Linked DNA regions of Mus musculus: region 2 is linked to region 1. Evidence: chromatin contacts called from public Hi-C data. All regions are on one chromosome and are shown on one strand. Each heading gives the region's core, a stretch centred on a gene start, on an enhancer-like site or on the middle of the called end of the contact. The rest is flanking DNA. Distances are from core to core; before and after follow the strand shown.

The links. A called contact is a pair of places that touch in the nucleus more often than the background predicts.
Region 2: a contact with region 1 is called in a Hi-C map of embryonic fibroblasts, with 3 times the contacts expected there. The contact joins the promoter of Slit2 here to the enhancer-like site in region 1. A contact is called at or near these places in 3 of 39 promoter capture datasets (the 3T3-L1 cell line and the SN4741 cell line), 8 of 484 Hi-C or Micro-C datasets (3T3-L1-derived adipocytes, adipose-derived mesenchymal stem cells, embryonic fibroblasts and 1 more), 1 of 115 datasets of contacts at active chromatin or transcription factors (vascular smooth muscle cells) and 3 of 9 other capture datasets (adipose tissue, liver and pancreatic islet).

What each region holds. Positions count from the first base shown.
Region 1 is chr5:47,919,925-47,922,912 of GRCm38.p6, reverse strand. No RefSeq gene overlaps it. Among named protein-coding and RNA genes, the nearest start is that of Slit2, 62 kb to the left of the region's middle. Within about 2 kb of position 1,427, at least 23 of the 459 cell types and tissues checked have an H3K27ac peak or open chromatin away from gene starts, as enhancers often do. A contact at or near this core is called in the SN4741 cell line, adipose-derived mesenchymal stem cells, embryonic fibroblasts and 1 more, where this site is marked.
Region 2 is chr5:47,981,687-47,984,674 of GRCm38.p6, reverse strand. Slit2 (slit guidance ligand 2) reads right to left here and starts at 1,520. Exons shown (of 36, transcript NM_178804.5): 1 at 1-1,520.

The DNA of each region.
Region 1 (2,988 bases), core at 178-2,677:
AGGTCAGGCATTGTGATTCCACCAGAAGTTCTTCTATTGTTTAGAATAATTTTTTGCTATCCTGGGTCTTTTGTTATTCCAGATGAATTTGCAAATTGCCCTTTCTAACTCAGTGAAGAATTGAGTTGGAATTTTGATGGGGATTGCTTTGAGTCTGTAGATTACTTTCGGCAAGATAGCCATTTTTACTATATTAATCTTGCCAATCCATGAGCATGAGAGATCTTTCCACTTTTTGAGATATTCTTCAGTTTCTTTCTTCAGAGACTTGAAGTTCTTATCATACAGATCCTGAGAGGTTCTGCCAGTGCCTGACAAATACAGAAGTGGATGCTTACAGCTATTCATTGAACGGTTCACAGGGTCCCCAGTGAAGGAGCTAGAGAAACTACTCAAGGAGCTAATGGGGTTTGCGCAGGCTCATAGAAGGAACAACAATATGAACTAACCAGTACCCATAGAGCTCCCTGGGACAAAACCACCAACCAAAGAAAACACAGAGTGGGACTCAGGGCTCTAGCTGCAATTGTAGCAGAGGATGGCCTAGTTGGCCATCAATAGGAGGAGAGGCCCTTGGTCCTGTGAAGGCTGGATGCCAGGACCAGGAAGAGGGAGTGGGTGGTTTGATGAGGAGGGGAGGGGAGAGGGTATAGGGTTTTTTTTGAGAGGAAACCAGGAAAGGGGATAACATTTGAAATATAAACCAAGAAAATAGCTAACAAAAAGATTTTTAAAAAGAATATTATTCTCTAGTATTTGTAAATGTTTCTCTCTAACTTACAGGTCCAATGACTCAGGTGAAGGAACATGTTCTTTAAGTGTTTTCTCTTTGTCTTGTATTTCTTGGAAGTATTGAAGAGTTACTGGAATAAAATAAAATACTTTATTGTCTCTCCAAAATTTCTAAACTGGGTGGAAAAGAGGAAAACGGCTGACTAATGCCTGATTTGTTCATTGTCTTAAAGCCACAAATATGTCTCAGCATTCTTCTACATCCCGTGCCCACTCACTCCAACAGCCTTTCAATGGAAGGAATTCATCCCAGAAATGCCAAAATGTAAAGGCAGTGTGCGGTGATAGAGTGGATATCAGTGTCTAGAACTGACAGCATATTTTATTCATTTCCCATGACTTTAGTCTTGTTATTGTCTGAGTCTAAATCTCCTCATCTTAAAATCAGAAATGTTGCAATATTATAGACATATTTATTCTCAGTCAGGTTAGTCTTTCCTGTTCCTAGCATATCTGCATTTCTATACATTAGGAATGTATATTCACCAGAATTCACTTATGTGTTGCCAATTGGACTGGAAGTCATTCCACTATACCAGTTTGTTAAAAGCAAAATTCTAAACAAAGTTTACTCAGAGATGTTGGGAAATAACACTAAAATATGATAGCTATTTGAAAACTTCTATAAAGGTCAGGCAAGCATTTAAACTGCCAACACATTCTATGATCTAGAAAGTGACAATGCTATCAGGACACCCACAGAGAAACCTGTTTTCACTTTGTAGTAAATATTTTTTCCTCACAAAAAGCTTGTTGAAAGAGAAGAAAACTGCCCAAATGTAGAGGAAGTGAAGCAACATTGGTATTTAATTAAAAAGAAATTAGTCATGCTGATGATGAAGGAAGGGGATTTCCATACAACACTTGAGAAACTGAGGCAAAGGACATGAACCAGCCAATAAAAACGAAACTTGCTTAGGACTTTCTAAAGAAGCTCTTAGCAGTTCAGTGAATGTGGCATTTTGCAATGGAGACTGGAAAACCTACTAATGGAGACATTGCGTATTTCTTTTACCAAATAGCTGATGTTGGGAAGTCTAGAACATTCAGAGTTAAATATATCAACAAAATTAAAATAGCAGCAATTCAATAATTGAAACAAGATGCCGTTAACCCTCTAAGTAGCAATTTTCTTAATACATATATGTATTCCAAATGTCCTTTATGCTCCTAAGGAAAAAAATTAAAGAGTATTGATAGGATTTTAAGTTAAAACAAAACAAAACAAAACAAAACAACAATGATAACAATAAAAACAGCAGAAACATATCGTCTGTGTGAAGTTTATTAAAATCCAAGACATTTAAGGATTTCTCTTGTTAATTTTTCCTAATATACATGGGCAAGTGTTCAGTGCTTTCATCTGGGAAAGAAAGTGACAAAAAGTTGGCAAACATACCAATCTAGTGGTTATCAGGAATTCTGGCTCTGCCTGCCTTCCCATGTAACCTCATCTGAAGTCTCATCATCCAGGGCATGTCCTGGGAGGTGAATTATTTCACTTCTATGCTTCTCTAGTTCCAAGAGGCACAAACAGCAAGTTGATCAGACTTCCAGGTTCTGCTATGATTCCTCTTTTCCTATGCCTTATCACTCTTCATTGGTGACTGAAAACATTCTGCCTTTGGGGAAATCTCACTGAGTGCTCCTGGAGACGTGTAGTTTTCAAGATGGCAAGTGTATGGTTGTCAAGACAAAGTTAAAAGGTTTTGATTTGAATCTATTTGTTTTCATTTTTTCAAAGTAAAGCTGACAATGTACAATGAAGGGCAGGGAATCCAAGAGATGATGTTAGGTCAATAATCAAGGTTGGAGTACTGGGAGAACTCAGAGAAGAAGATGGAGAATCCCACTACCAAGCAGTCAGGCAGATAGCAAGTTTATTCTCCTCTACATTTTATTCAATCAGGATGTCAGCAGCTTGGGCCATCTCTACCATTGCTTTGGATAAAGACATATGCTTTAATAATTTCTACAATGTAAATGTGAATATAGGCCAGGCAACATGGCTCCACGGTAAAGGGACTTGATGCCAAGCTTGAAGAAATGAGTTCAGTCTAAGATTATAAGGTAGAAAAGAGGTGGGGGAGTAGGCTACTGAAAGTTGTCCTCTGACCTCTCTCTATACGCTGTGGTATGCATGGCATTTCCGCCTCAACAATAAACAAATAATTGTAATTAATAGTGTGAATCTAC
Region 2 (2,988 bases), core at 271-2,770, 62 kb before region 1:
GTTGCTTGAGGACAAGGGAGGACTTCTGATCCCACGAACCCTCTAGCAAATCCGATTCCAGTGGAAAGAGTACAAGGCTGAGGAGGGAACTTAAACAGTAATGGTGGCCCTGATCAAAGTGGATTCCCCCGAAGCTAGAAGGCGCAAGGGCCTGGCAGGTCCAAAGCAGAGCCCTCGGAGAGACTGGTCATGGCGCGCGTGGGGGCGCACCGGGTATTCAGACAGCCTTGGGGGTGCCGGGCGGTGATGCGGGGCTCAGGGCTCAGCTCCCGGGGCCTCTCCACTCCTGCGGCACAGCAGCAGCCTCAACCGTCTTCTCCACTTCCCGACAGCCAAGGATGGCTTGCACACACACATGCACTTCACTGGAGGATATCTTGGCAATCCCGCCTCCCTCCCGGCGTCCTTGGCGACGCTCTGCACCAGGGCCTGCCCCTGAGGTCACACAGAGAGACAAAAGGGCAGTCGGACTGCTGCAGCCTTGCAGGAATATCCACTAGTCCTCACTCCTGCAGTGGGGAAAAATCCAGTAAGCCAAGTTGAGTAGGAAAGGTCCTCTAGCTTGGGCAAGATTTGCAGATAGGCGAGCCCAGAAGAGCAAAGCAAAGACTAGGTGTCCGCGATGCCAGTGCTGCTACTGTGCCCTGATGGATGACTACTAGGTAGAAGGCAGAAAGATGGGGATCTGCTACCCTGGCAGACCCCAGGCGACAACCGAATGGCAGTAGAGTGTGCGCGCTCTTGTCAGCCACTCTGGTCTCCGGGATACGCCGCAGCTCCGCAGCACACACCTGACGGCACAGGTAGAAGAAACAACAGCCAACAGCGACGTCCTGCTGTATGCAGCCTCTCAGCCACCCCTCGGGCAGCCCCTACAAGTGGGTCCTCAGCCTCAAAGTGCAGGAAGTTTCCCCAGGCGTTGGATCCGGTCACCCACTGTCACGGGAGGAGTCCAGCCGCAGACGTTGAGATGCCGCTTAGCCCCGGACGTTGCACCTGACTCGGCGACCACAGACTAGGCAGCGCTTGGCTTCCAGCCCCTTCCCCTCTCAGGGAGGCTTTCGGCACTCGCGGTTCCCGGGAGGAAAGTGGAGAGAGAGGGAAGGCGGAGACTGAGCAGGGACTGGCGCTCCAGAGCCCCAGGCAAGTGTCTAAACAATAGGACGGACTCCGCAGCCTAAGTCTCGCCTGGCTGCTGGAAGGTGGGTTGTTGTTGTAACTGGAGTTGTCCGCTCTGGCTGCTGGGCGCTGAGCGCAGCCAAACAAAAAGACCCCAGTCCGCGCCTCTGGAGTCGCCTGTGGGCCCCCGGGACGTCCCCTTTTTCTCCTCAGTACTCCCGCAGCCTCAGGAAAGCTCGGCAGCTCCGGCCTGCGCCCTGAAGCCTGGGCGCTCCCATCCCTCGCCGCCGCCGCCGCCTCCTTCTCCTCCTTTTTTTAAACCACCGTCTGCGGCAGCCACAGCCGCCGCCTCCTCCAGCCTCCGCCGTCCAGGCGCTCCGTAAATAAATAAGCCCAAGTCCGAAGTTAAAGCGGCCGCCGGTCTTTATATAGCAGCCGGAGCCCCCGCCCTTGGCTCCGCCCCCGCAAGCCTCGCCCCGCCCCCTGGCCGCGCGCGGAAAGCCTGCACCTCGCCCGGGAGAGGTGAGGCCCAGGCTGGCAGCTCCGGCTGCAGACAGCGGCGCGCGTTCCCGTACGCCCCTGCTCGCGCCCAGACTCCTAGGATCCAGCAAACTTGGCCACCAGAAAGAAGAGCTCGGGTCTCCTCCACACAACTCCTTGGCCTCAGAGCTGACCAGAGCCCAGAAACCGAGGTTCCCAGCGGGAGAACGAGGAGAGGGGCAGCTTTGAGGACAGCTCATAAATAAATGGAGAAGGCAGAGCCTCTGTTGTAGCTTTTTGAGTCGCGATCCTAAAGGGGACCGCTCTGGGCTTGCAACACTGAAAGAGAGAAAGAGAGAGACAGCGAGATTATGATTTTAAAATTAAAACAAAAACAAAACAAAACAAGAAAACTCTACTGAAATAGATCTGCCTCCGTGAGCGCGCATTTTATCCCCCCCCCCCCCCCCACACACACACATTTTGTTTGGGTGGCTTCAAAGTTTAGAGTTGTAGCAAGTTGGGAGTAGTGTTTTCAACCTTCTCTCTGGCCTTCCCATCCCTAAGCCACCGTCTTCGGTTAACCCTTTCTTTATAATCACTTACTTAAAAAACGCCATGGTGAGGGATTTGGTTGCGTGGGCACTATACAAACTCACACAACTCCAAGGGTTTGGATAGGTCCCTACGGTTTTACTCTCTTAGCTGGCAAAGGGAAGAGGAAGTAAATCCTAGCGATGCCCATTATACTAGAAGGCTTTCCTTAATTCAGTGCCTAACTGGACACCCCACCCCCATCCCCACCTCACCCCTACCCCCATCCCCATCCCCACCCCTGCACTGTTTTGAAAATGAATTTCCTCCTTCCTTCTTGTCTCTTCAGTGTGATGTCTGGCAGTAGTCAGCATCTCTCAGCAGACACCAACGCCGCTATAGGTTTGAAATAACAACTAAATGAGTCAGCTTCTTCCCTTGCTTTTAATTTCCTCATCTTCTTTGCCTGTAGTCACGTTCTACTTTGTGCCAGCCCCTACCATAAAGTCAGTTTTACAGTAAAGTATCATTCGTATAAAATATCTGACAAACCTTGACCGCGAAGTCGGCCCAGTTCTCTTTAGCATTTTTTGGCATTTAACAAGCTACCTGTAACTTAATAGGTTTCCTGATCAGTGTTTTATTTCATAAATATGAACCGTGAAATCCCTCCAACATCTTTATTTTTGCCTATTTAAAAAATTTTTTTTCAGGATATCTTTCTCAGGTCATTTTGCCTGCCACTGAGATCCAAAAGCCCTTCAGAAGATATTGTCAAAGACAGGCTGTCCCCTCATAAAGTAGATTGGAACTCTTGGTATTATTCATTTGAATGCCATTTATTTGTATGGCACC